Regions from separate parts of the Zea mays genome. Here region 2 is linked to region 1. Evidence: chromatin contacts called from public Hi-C data. All regions are on one chromosome and are shown on one strand. Each heading gives the region's core, a stretch centred on a gene start, on an enhancer-like site or on the middle of the called end of the contact. The rest is flanking DNA. Distances are from core to core; before and after follow the strand shown.

Region 1 (5,476 bases), core at 1,729-4,228:
ATGGCATACCCAACAAAACCTACAGATGGGAATTGTAAATCATTAGTACAAACTGTGCGATACCTTGTATCCATCTAACCCCAGACATACTAGACACACTCAAGTTTAAGGATAAAGGGATTGCAAAAGACCTGGCAGCATTCAGTTTAACCTTATATATATCCAAGTGAAGCAAGAGTAACTTGTACTAGTAAAGCTAGAAGAAACTGACACATAGTCAAACCGATATAATATGTGGTGCAAGAAGACCATTTAAACAAATTGAAAAATAGTGGAATAGCATGAGTGTTTTAATTGAGAAAAAGGAACAATGTACCTGTACGACAGCAGCTCCCAATAAGGCAAAGAAGACTCCTTTGATGCTCATGGCCTGTACAAACAACTTAGTAAGCTGTAAGCGTGACAGTTGGAAGGATAAAAATATATAAGCATGGTGCCATTGTAATGTGTACCTTGACCATAAGTAGAAGCAAAGAAGGAGCAAAAAGAAGGACATTCATCTTAATTGAGACAGCTCCACTGAAAAAAAAAGGAAAATGAATATGAGCAGATACTTTCCACCTACCTCTTTCAGCTTGGCCACATTAAAACAAAGAAGAAGCAGATAAATGCCATTTACTGTCATACTACCATGGTCACCTGAAAACTACTAGACCAAGGTACCACTTGCGATAAATGATCAAAACCATAGCAGCGTGGAGCAATGTCATGGCGAAGCAGTCATTGAAAAGACGGAGAACAAAGATGGAGTGAACCCTCTTGGACAAACAAAGCAAACCTAAAGCCCACCATGGAAGCTGTCATTGTTATTGAGAGATAGGAAGGAATCAGAAACAAAATAGGTATGTGGATACAAAAACAACAAAGAACAAAGAATGTAATCGAAACTTGGCCACACAGATGTTTTACAAGCTTAATTGAAGAAACTCAAGAAAGTTTGAATCGCCATAACAGCCTACCAAACTACCAATTACTGAATTATCCTTGCAGTCTTGCGGAAGTGAAGAAACGATTGTTTTAGACAAGAATAGCCAACACTACAGATATTATATCTTAGTCAAACTAAACAATGATTTGTTTCTAGATGAGTCGTCATGACATAATATCAATCAGTTTGTCAAAATTATCCTTGCTGAACTAAACAAAGGACTAAGAGCAACTCCAACAGGAGCCCTAAACACTGAAACAAATTGAAATATAAGGCTTAAACAAGAGAGGGGAGCTCCAACAGGAGCCTCATTTTAATAAAATTCATGTAAATGTTTTAGGGCTCAAGCTAAAGAGTGGCATATTTGGGACTCAAAACGTGCGGCCCAATACTGTTCGCGGTCTTTCCAACCTCCGCTGGACATTTCACGGAGACAACTTCCTCGCCGCCACCGATCCAGACCCACACGCCCGCCCCAATCTCATCGCTAGGTCACCCCATTCGTTTCTCGGCGACGAGCCGATGAAGAAGACGATCGTCCCCTCTCCATCTCGCCTTCTCTCCATCATCCTGCCTCCCCGTGGTTCGTCTCCCAGCTCCTCTCTTGATTTGCTAGGCTCTTGTCTGTTGTCTCACATCTCCCCTCCTCTTGATATGCTAGGTGCTTGATAGATCAAAGGCCGCCGTCCCCACGGTCGCAGCCGCTAGCGAGGGCTCAACAATTTTCTGGAAGCAATCGGAAAAAAGGGCGGGAATGGTGTTCAGAGTGGGAGGGAAATAGAGGGGGCTACGTACACGAACATGAGGTAGTTGCAAACGTAAGCTATTTTAGGGTCTATGATTGGAATCGATAATTGAATTTGGGCCCTAAACAAATAGAAACGGGTAGTAAATTAAATTATAAGGCTTAACTATAAGGCTCATGGTTGGAGTTGCTCTAAGGAAAAGACAGTTTTAGATGTGAATCCCTGAACTATAGCAGAACCAGAGGTTAGAAAAGAGTGATCAATTGCACAACTATATACCACTTCAGTCTTGACGTAAAGCAGAAGAGTGAGGCTCAAGTTGACAATGTACAAGACGCCAAACAAAATCTGCAGACAAACTCATCAGTCTTAAAACACTGCCAGACATCTGACCATGATGAGGTGGGAGGAAGCAACAGAAGAAACGAGTTCGTGCTGATAAACAGATTTGGCTGAGCCGTGACCTGAGCAGGGAAGACGCGGCCTCCCGTAAGGAACTTAACGGCGGAGTAGACGTAGAGGAATCCGGCCGGGTAGACCAATGGCCCTGTGTCTCCCTCGATCTTGGTGTAGTCCCTCTCCCCCTCCAGAAAAGCGTCCACCTAGCGCAGGAAGCACACACCAGCAGCCGCCAACCAAGATCACACCACCATCCCAAATTCGAAACTCTTGAACCAAAACAGCGGGGAAACGATAAAAAAAAAGGCTCCCCAATTGCGCTAGCACCTGGGACATGTAGGCGTCCCAGTCGATCTTGGTATCTGCAATCAGAAGCAACAACAGACCCGCTTAGCGGCGACGCAGAGACAAGGAGAGCTGAGCAATGAGGCTTCGCGCTCGGAGCTACAGACACGGGACGAAGGCGACGATGAGGGCGACGAGCGCGGCGTCGGCCAGCACCAGGAAGGCGGCGAAGTAGAGCGCCCTCCGGTGGTCCGTCGACCTGCCTGGCGTCTCCGTCGAAGCCGTCGCCAACGCCGTGCTACCGGAGCGTATCTTCTCCGCCCGCGCCATCCTTGGCGGCGAGCCACCACCGGGCGGCAGATCCAAGAGGCAGGAGCGAGCAACTCCACCGGCCGGCGGCGACGACCCCCCAACCCACCCACCAGTTCGTTTGTTCTCTCAACTGCCGAAGTGTGCGCCCCGGTGAGTTAGGCGGGCCGAGATGGGAGGTGGGCCTTTACCAACACGGCCCCCAGTCTGAATAATGGGCCTACCCTACCCGAAGCGTGAGAGCAATCGCGGCTCACTTGTACCAGCAAAGGACTTTGGGCTACGAGGCCTGCGATCGGACTTTCGTCGTCGTCGTCGTCTCACTCGGCGGGCGGTCGCCGTCTCCGTCGAGCGCGCGTCATCCTCCACTGCACGGCCACGACAGCGTTTCGGTCGATTCCACCCGCGCCCCGCCGCTCTCGCCTTGAATTGGCAGCCAACCACCAACGAATTCTTTATATTCCCATCCCATGGCTCACCGGGGCTTCGTCCTCTTTATCGCCGGCCCCGTTCGCGGAAAGCAAAGATCCACTATCGCGACGAAAGCGCCGCCGGACTCATTTCAGATCACAGCATGGCCGACGAGGCGGGCTGACCTGACGCTCCGAGCACACGAGAGGGCATGCCGCACGCCTGGTGGGATGCGTCCTTCTCTTCTCCCGTTAGTCCTTTTTTCTTTCAGAGAAATGAATATGATGTCCCCTGGCCTTATTCCCCATCTTGCGAATTGAATTCTCGAGCACTATGATGTGCCTGATCTTCGACCGTTTATCTCCCTCGTCCCCGCCCCCGCGTCAAGCGTGTATGTATTCCTGAGCTCACCTCACCGGTGACGCTACTTTCTGGATCGGAGGAAAAAAGGAACATGTGCCCGATCCAACAGGGTCAAGCTGCCGACGACATGGACACGAGTACACGACCAACTGCCAAGGTCGGACGAAGAAAGAAAAGCCGCCACGCAACAAGTCCAATTGTGCTTGTGCACTGCGGGCCCTGCCAACCTGCCTCGCGTCGTCTCACTGGCTCACTACTCGACGTGCTCGTATTGGTATAATCCCAGAGCCACAGGCACGAACGAGTACGGGATCCCGGGAAGATTCACGCCCGGCGCCACCTTTCCGTAGCGCCACGAGGCCACGACCACGAGTATTTTAAGCGTGGCCGGCGACCGTTCCGCGGGAAGACCGCGCAAGATGATGCAGGGCGCGGCGGCGGGGGGGACCTCTGTCTCCGGAGCCTCTTGGGCTCGGGCCACGCGCGGCCGCGCGGCCGTCCTCGCCTCGCGCCACGTCGGCGTGGGCGCCTCCTCCTCCGACTACTACTACAACCACTTCGGGCCCCGCGGCGCCACCGCCGCCCCGCTCCTCCGCGCCCGCGGGGGCGGGCGGCTCAGGCCTCTGCCGCTGCTGTCCGGCAGCGGAAAGAATGGGGAGGTCGCCAAGGCCGCGGCGGCGGCGGCATCGGTGCCGGCGGACGACGCGAGTGCCGCCGCGGTGACGACAGACGGCGGTGGCATTGCGGCCACGGCGCAGCTGGGCGCCATGATCGTCGCGTGGTACCTGCTCAACATCTACTTCAACATCTACAACAAGCAGGTCTGGCCGGCGGCCGTTCACCGCAGCATCTCAAGAGATCCTCAGATCCCCTCCACTCTTCTCCCCCCCTGATGATCAACACCAACCGTCGTCCCCCGTTGCAGGTTCTCGGCGCGCTGCCGTTGCCGCTGCCGTACACCATCACAGCCTTCCAGCTCGCGTTCGGCTCCCTGCTCATCTTCCTCATGTGGGCCACCAGGCTCCACCCGGCGCCCAGGCTCTCCGCTGCGCAGGTGAGGCCATTCTCCTGCGAGGGGAAGCTGCAATTTTTCCTCTCTCTCTCGCTTCCCCCCGCTTGGTTTGCTGGTTCGTAACCTGCCGGCGGCAACTTAACTTTGCGGCTGCAGCTGGGCAAGATCGCGCCGCTGGCCGTGGGGCACATGCTGGGCACGGTGTTCACCAACATGAGCCTGGGCAAGGTCGCCGTCTCCTTCACGCACACCATCAAGGCCTCCGAGCCCTTCTTCACCGTCGTCCTCTCCGCCCTCTTCCTCGGCGAGGTTCGCCACCCTCTCGCTCCGTCGTCGCACTCGCACCCTCCTGAAAAAGCACTCTCGCCGATTCCGCCGTGAATGGAATCGAGAAGAAACCAGAAAAGAAAAAGGTGGAGCCTATGATCAGTTTCCATTCCATGCTTGGTATGCAGGTTCCTTCCCTTCCGGTGCTGGGCTCGCTCGTGCCGATCGTTGGCGGCGTCGCCTTGGCGTCATTCACCGAAGTTTCTTTCAACTGGTCAGTGATGCCCGCTACGGCGCTACCTATTTGCCTATTGGAGAATCTTTGGATCCTACTGTAGTACCGAGCGATTCTTTCCCTTTTTTGCTGTTGGGACTCAAATGATTGGAGGAATCTTGACGGTTGTACACTGTAACTTTGTCTGGGTATCATCAGGACCGGGTTTTGGAGCGCCATGGCGTCCAATCTGACCAACCAATCGAGGAACGTCCTCAGCAAGAAACTCCTTGCCGGTGACAAGGTGAATCTTCCTTCCGTCAGAGTAGTACCGCTCGGCCGGTGAACACTAATGAGAACTGTCTCGTGACGCAGGATGTTATGGATGACATAAATCTCTTCTCGGTGATCACTGTGCTGTCGTTTCTGCTGTCCTGCCCTCTGATGATCTTTGCCGAAGGCATCAAGTTCACCCCAGGATACCTCCAGAGCACGGTAAGCGTTTCTAAATTCAGACAAGGTATACTTCAATCGGCTGTGTC
Region 2 (5,476 bases), core at 2,110-4,609, 220 kb before region 1:
GCTGAACAGTGGACAGTGTCGTCTCTCAGGTACCTTAAAAATATCAATGTTTTCATAACACTTCTATTTTGAGAATTTACTTTTGGATAATTATTTTTTGTCTTTACATTATTAAAATTGCTAATCTAGAATATGATTGAAATTTATGGTGCAAAACTCGATGCTAAGTATGTAATAGATAGCTCGTTAGACATAAGTAGGGATGACAATGGGTAAGATACCCAATAGACACATAAAGTTATATCTATACTCACTAGAGAAAAAAGCATACATGTAAGTATAAAATTACACCATACTCATACCCAGCACGGGTAGTGGGTACCCATAATCACTAACATTATACTGAACATGATCATTTGAATTAAAAAAATACTAAAATACAAGATGTTAAAACCTCATACTTCATTAATATTTTATATGAAACACCTTAATTAAGACCCATATATCATATGTTAGTGGATTTCCTATCAGTTACGAGTATGAGGCAGACATACTCATACTCACCATACTCGATAGGTACAACAAATGATCCAATAAAATACCAATGAGTTTTAAATTTTTTGCCATACCGGGAACCTAATAGCCTAATAGGGTTTTTAATCATCAGGTATTAGGTACCCATTGCCATCCTAAACATAAGATATAAAAAATAGGCTATTCGAAAGATTTATATGTTCAAAAGATATTTAGAGTAAACTAATTCACCATCTTAATCCTTTTAATATATTTTTATGTCAAACTTAAAATTGGTTAATTATTTAAAAGACAAGATGTGCACTCTGTTTTGACGAGGAAGCACACTCCATATTAGTGGCTGTCTGAAGTCATGCGTAGTAATGCAAGTTAGCAACGTCGTCTTTCACTGTTCTGATATTCCTGAGTTTCTAACAAAGCACGTGACCATCGTGACTAGAAATACCAGAATAAAGATTGCTCTCTAATAATTTTGCTGGGTGAAGTCACAAGTGAAAAGGAGAGGAAAAAAGGAGAAAAAATATGCTCATCCATAATTAATCGTAGAAGTCTTCCTCTGCCAAAGAAAACAATATTTTTTTCAGAAAGTATATAAACGTGCATGCTTTTGATTTTGACAAAGAAAACGTTAAAAAAAGTCATACGAATAGAAGTTCAAATGGAAACTTACGTGCTTCATCCTCTTGGTTCCAGTCATCATCATCGTCATCAAACTCGATATTCTACAGGGTAAAGGTCGAGGCACCAGAGTGAGATACATATAATAATCACTTAAGCTAAAAACAGATCCCTTTTACTACATCACAGAAACCCGAGAAAACAAATTCAGTTCAGTGGTATGTACTTGATTATAGTCATCGTCTGAATTTTCCTCCTCCTCTTGTACTTCCTCTTCTTGCTCATCCTCGTCATCACCTTCCTTCTCCACCTTGCTTCCATCCTACAACCAAAGAGAAGTTAATATGGTAGAAGATGATAAGAGCCTACAAAAAACAGTAGAAGATGATAAGAGCCTACAAAAAACAGTAGAAGAATATAGCCGCACGCTTCTGGTATTAACATTTCGGCACAAGCTCGATAGTATGGTGATGAGAAACATAGCTCAAACTTTAAACCAACAATAATATGAGCTAAATTCAAACATGCTCACCGGGTTAACCCTATATACAAACCTAAACTAGAATTTCAAAATACAAGGGCAAGGTGAGGCTCTTGCCTTGTGCTTTTGTTCAAGCTTCTCAAATGCTTCAAATGCCTGCTCATCTGTCAAACACAAAAGTACAATCTAAGTAAAAAGGTTGAAGTACAGCTAAGTAACAACTAGCAGTAGCAAGTGTTCCCTTCAGTTCTTCGTGCTACCCAACAGGAATAGAGTCGTGAAAAGCAGATAATTTTATAAAGAAGTAAAACCTGACTCCTTATCCCACCGGAGTTTCTTGTTGGTTGCTTGCCCTCTTCTAGATCCTAAAAGGAACAAAATATAATGGTAGTTATGCGGAAAACATAGAGTTGAAAACAAATAATACTGCATACAAATGAGTTCAAGAGTCAAGACTACCTTGCACCAGTTCAGAAGGGAAATTTGAAGGAGCTAGTTTGAGATATGACGCAAGACCTTCACGTTTGCTTTGTGTCTTACGTTTCCTATCAGAAAATCTTTCAATCTCTTTGTCTTCATTCTCTGACAACATATGAAATCATAAGATAATTAAGGTAACAACACAAATTATATCAAAATAAAGCTAGAAAATACCATTGCAAAAAAAAGTACGACAAAAAAAAAGAATGCTTAAAGATGATACAGTAAAAATTGATTAACAGAACAAAGTCACGGCACTAGTAATGAACAAAGTTGCTTTTTATGATTTTGTAAAATCGTTTCTACAAGTTTCTCATTCTATAACAATATAATCCAAAGAGTACCAGCTAGTACAGTAAGATAACAAAACTGGCAATGCATATGAACCTTTTGAAACAATGGATAAAAAACCAAATAAAAGGACGCTCAATAATATAGGAATTCTTTTCAACAGATAGCAGTACAAAATTACTTTCCATACAACACTGTTTGTAGTTAATTATTTGATCATTTACTTACTCGAACAAAACATAACGTGCTTTCACCAAAGACTGAATTGACTGATCTATGAACAATTTTCGAGAGTTGTTGCCTACTGCATAGGTAAACCAAGTTTGACAACTTCACGGCAATTTATTTGAGGCTTCCTCCAAATTTATGGACCAACTAATTGAAAAAACTAAGTTGATGCCTGCAGATGATTCACAGGGTTGATTGCCTACCCAACAGGTTTAAAGAAAATCTTGACTTCCGAGCAAGCAAGCAAGCAGAACCGAAGATGAGGAGCACTACGCCACTATACCATTACGAAGAATCAGCATGATGAACAAAAAGAGAAGCCGTGATAAGTTCAGCCCTAGTACTTTTCTTGGGAGCATCCTCCTCCAGGTAGTAGCAGGAACTCCTCCAGAACTCCTCGAGTTTCAAGGTGGACACAATCAGCGCTTTCTCCTCGTTGCTCGCCTTGGCGCACTTCATCTCAGGCAGAGCGATGTCCTGCTCATTATGCAAGCACATCAGTTCTACTTATACCGCACCACGCAATGCAGCGTCGGGGCGGAGCCAGTGGAGCAGAGACTTACCGGAAAGTCCTCGTGTGGCACGTGCTTGGCCGGGTGGTCGTACCCGAAGCCCCCACCTCTCCCTCGCCCTCGGCCCCCTCTTCCACGACCTCGGAACGACATCGGGAAGCAACGCCGCGAGGCAGTAGATGGAGGTCGAAGGGGCGGGCGGGAACGCGCGTGGCGATAGGTGAGAGGACGGCGCGGCGCCGGCGGTGAGGTATGAGGGACGCGCAGCGGCCCGCAAATGAATCGAAACGGCCGGCGGCGGCGGTCACCCGGCCGGTGCTTCTGCTTCACCCGCAGTCGGCAATCGAGATGCACCGTTGGGCTGGTAACCCAACAAAGGACCAAAGTTTACAAGTGGGCCCAGAAAATCCAAGAACTAGCTAGACGGTTCGGTACACCCGACCCTGATCTCTCTTTACGAACGATAACGAGACGTAAGCCCAACGCGGCCCAACAACCTCTCGGCCACCGGCTCCGCCTCCGCCCCGTCTCCGGCCCAACTTTGCCCCTTCTGATCCGCGCACGGGGAGAAATTTGTGATTTTGCCACTCTCAATTTTGGTTGTCTGTTATTATATCATCCCATATCAAAACATTCACAGGGACTGGTCCTTTATTCTGTTTAATCGGTCAAGGACTTCAATCCCTAACTCTTAAAATCAGTTTATTCATGTTGACTGGTTCTTTAATCTGGTTTATTTATATTGTACAGACTTATCCCTAGCTAGCTGTTGATAACTAGTTTTAATTCAGACCTGTAGAGCCTTTTCTGTTAAACATTGATATACAAAACTAGATGCTAATGTTCTTGATTTTTGATTTTTTTTTCTGGGTTTCCCTAATGAATGGTGTTTCTTTTTCTAAATGGTTTCGCAGAGCAACCATCAAAAGCCATAGGTGGACCGCCCCCAGGATCTTTGAAAGTGAGCTTAGTTCATTTTGGCCTTTGGTCAGGGAACTTCAGCTGCCAGTTGGATTGATTTTTCTGAATATGTCTGGGTTACACAGCCCGTTACGTCTCGCCCTAAATATTTTGCATCTCATCTACTACTTGAGACCAAGCCGTTATTCAATATTTTTGTTTCTTGAGGAGGTTAGTCAAATGTCTATGTTATGTTATGAGTAAAAATGTTTGCAATGACCAATTTATGTTGCTCAACAAGGTATGATGTTTCAGATTTCATCATGCCATGCAAAAGTTGACTCACAGGAGGCCAGCCAATTTTTCTTTCTTCTAAACTAATGTACTGTTAATTATTTCAGCTTCATCATAGGGAGATGCGCTATGTTGTGTTGAAGGAGGAGATGAGTTTCGTGCCTATTTGTTTTTTCTCCTTTAGCTCTTAGGGTTGTAGTGGATGCTTGCTATTTAAATTGGACTAGTGTATCTTGCGCGCCCTACGCGCGATGTAAAATTTAGTATGAAACACAAAGAAAATATTTGGTAAGTAAAAGTATGCACATAAAAAGTTTTTTATGTGATTAATAATGCAATATATAGGGTTGTAGAAGTTTGTGAAAAGATGAATAAATATGTGGAAAATTTATAGGTACACATTTACACCGAAACAAAAATAATGCACAATTTCATATCTAAGCTTTTGAGGGAGAAGTTTAGGAAATTAATGCATTCTAAATTTAAAATGACTACACAAAGAAATAGACGTATTTCTAAAAGGTTGAAGTACATACCTATCTTACAGTGAGGTTCTTTTTTCTTTGAGAGCGAATATGATGGTCATTGGAGTAATGGAATAGTTATTGACAGAGAGGAAAGAGAAACAGTAGTTGTGTAATTCCTCGCAGTGAAGAAAAAACAATAATATAAGTGTCTGCTCTAAAAATGAAGAGAAAACTGCACAACCTAACCCAGTTTATATGAAACTATAACTCTTCAATATGTCGCTTCGATCCTTAGATATCCTTTAAGTTGGGAACAAATAGTTTTGAAGAAGTTAGTGGTAATTAGCTATTGTATGAAAAGATGATATTTTCATTAGTCACTCCATTAGCTGCATACTAAAATTCCATTCTAAGTAATAAAAATATAGAGCACTACGTGGCAAAAACAAACGGCGCAAATTGTTAATCGTATATAGGAATGTGGCCATGTGTACACAAATGATCGATAAAAATGAATAATCAAAATATAAGAGTAGATGTGTACACAAATGATCGATAAAATGAATAGTCAAAATATAAGAGTAGATGAATATATATGTGAAAAAATGTATAGGTACACATATTTGCACCGAAACAAAAAAAAGAACATTTCATTTAAAACATATCTAATGTTTATGACAAGGAATTATAAAACTAATGCAATTTTAATAAACAAAAGACTACATAAAGAA

Evidence for each region. Hi-C and Micro-C count contacts between places; a contact is called where the count stands out from the background.
Region 2: a Hi-C map of endosperm shows a contact between it and region 1, with 3 times the contacts expected there. The contact joins the promoter of LOC100276973 here to the promoter of LOC103649694 in region 1. A contact is called at or near these places in 4 of 25 Hi-C or Micro-C datasets (ear, endosperm, leaf and 1 more).

What each region holds. Positions count from the first base shown.
Region 1 is chr3:12,248,889-12,254,364 of Zm-B73-REFERENCE-NAM-5.0, reverse strand. LOC103649694 (phosphoenolpyruvate/phosphate translocator 3, chloroplastic) reads left to right here and starts at 2,978. Exons shown (of 9, transcript XM_008675425.4): 1 at 2,978-4,262; 2 at 4,367-4,495; 3 at 4,610-4,762; 4 at 4,909-4,994; 5 at 5,154-5,238; 6 at 5,310-5,429. The coding sequence starts at 3,861. It overlaps LOC100276684 (Dol-P-Man:Man(5)GlcNAc(2)-PP-Dol alpha-13-mannosyltransferase), which reads right to left and starts at 2,713. Exons shown (of 13, transcript NM_001150411.2): 1 at 2,526-2,713; 2 at 2,401-2,435; 3 at 2,139-2,276; 4 at 1,954-2,022; 5 at 640-797; 6 at 453-519; 7 at 317-370; 8 at 1-19. The coding sequence starts at 2,688.
Region 2 is chr3:12,465,274-12,470,749 of Zm-B73-REFERENCE-NAM-5.0, reverse strand. LOC100276973 reads right to left here and starts at 3,359. Exons shown (of 8, transcript NM_001150656.1): 1 at 3,136-3,359; 2 at 2,917-3,049; 3 at 2,033-2,155; 4 at 1,885-1,938; 5 at 1,691-1,737; 6 at 1,319-1,414; 7 at 1,145-1,196; 8 at 847-1,030. The coding sequence starts at 3,237. The coding sequence ends at 1,011.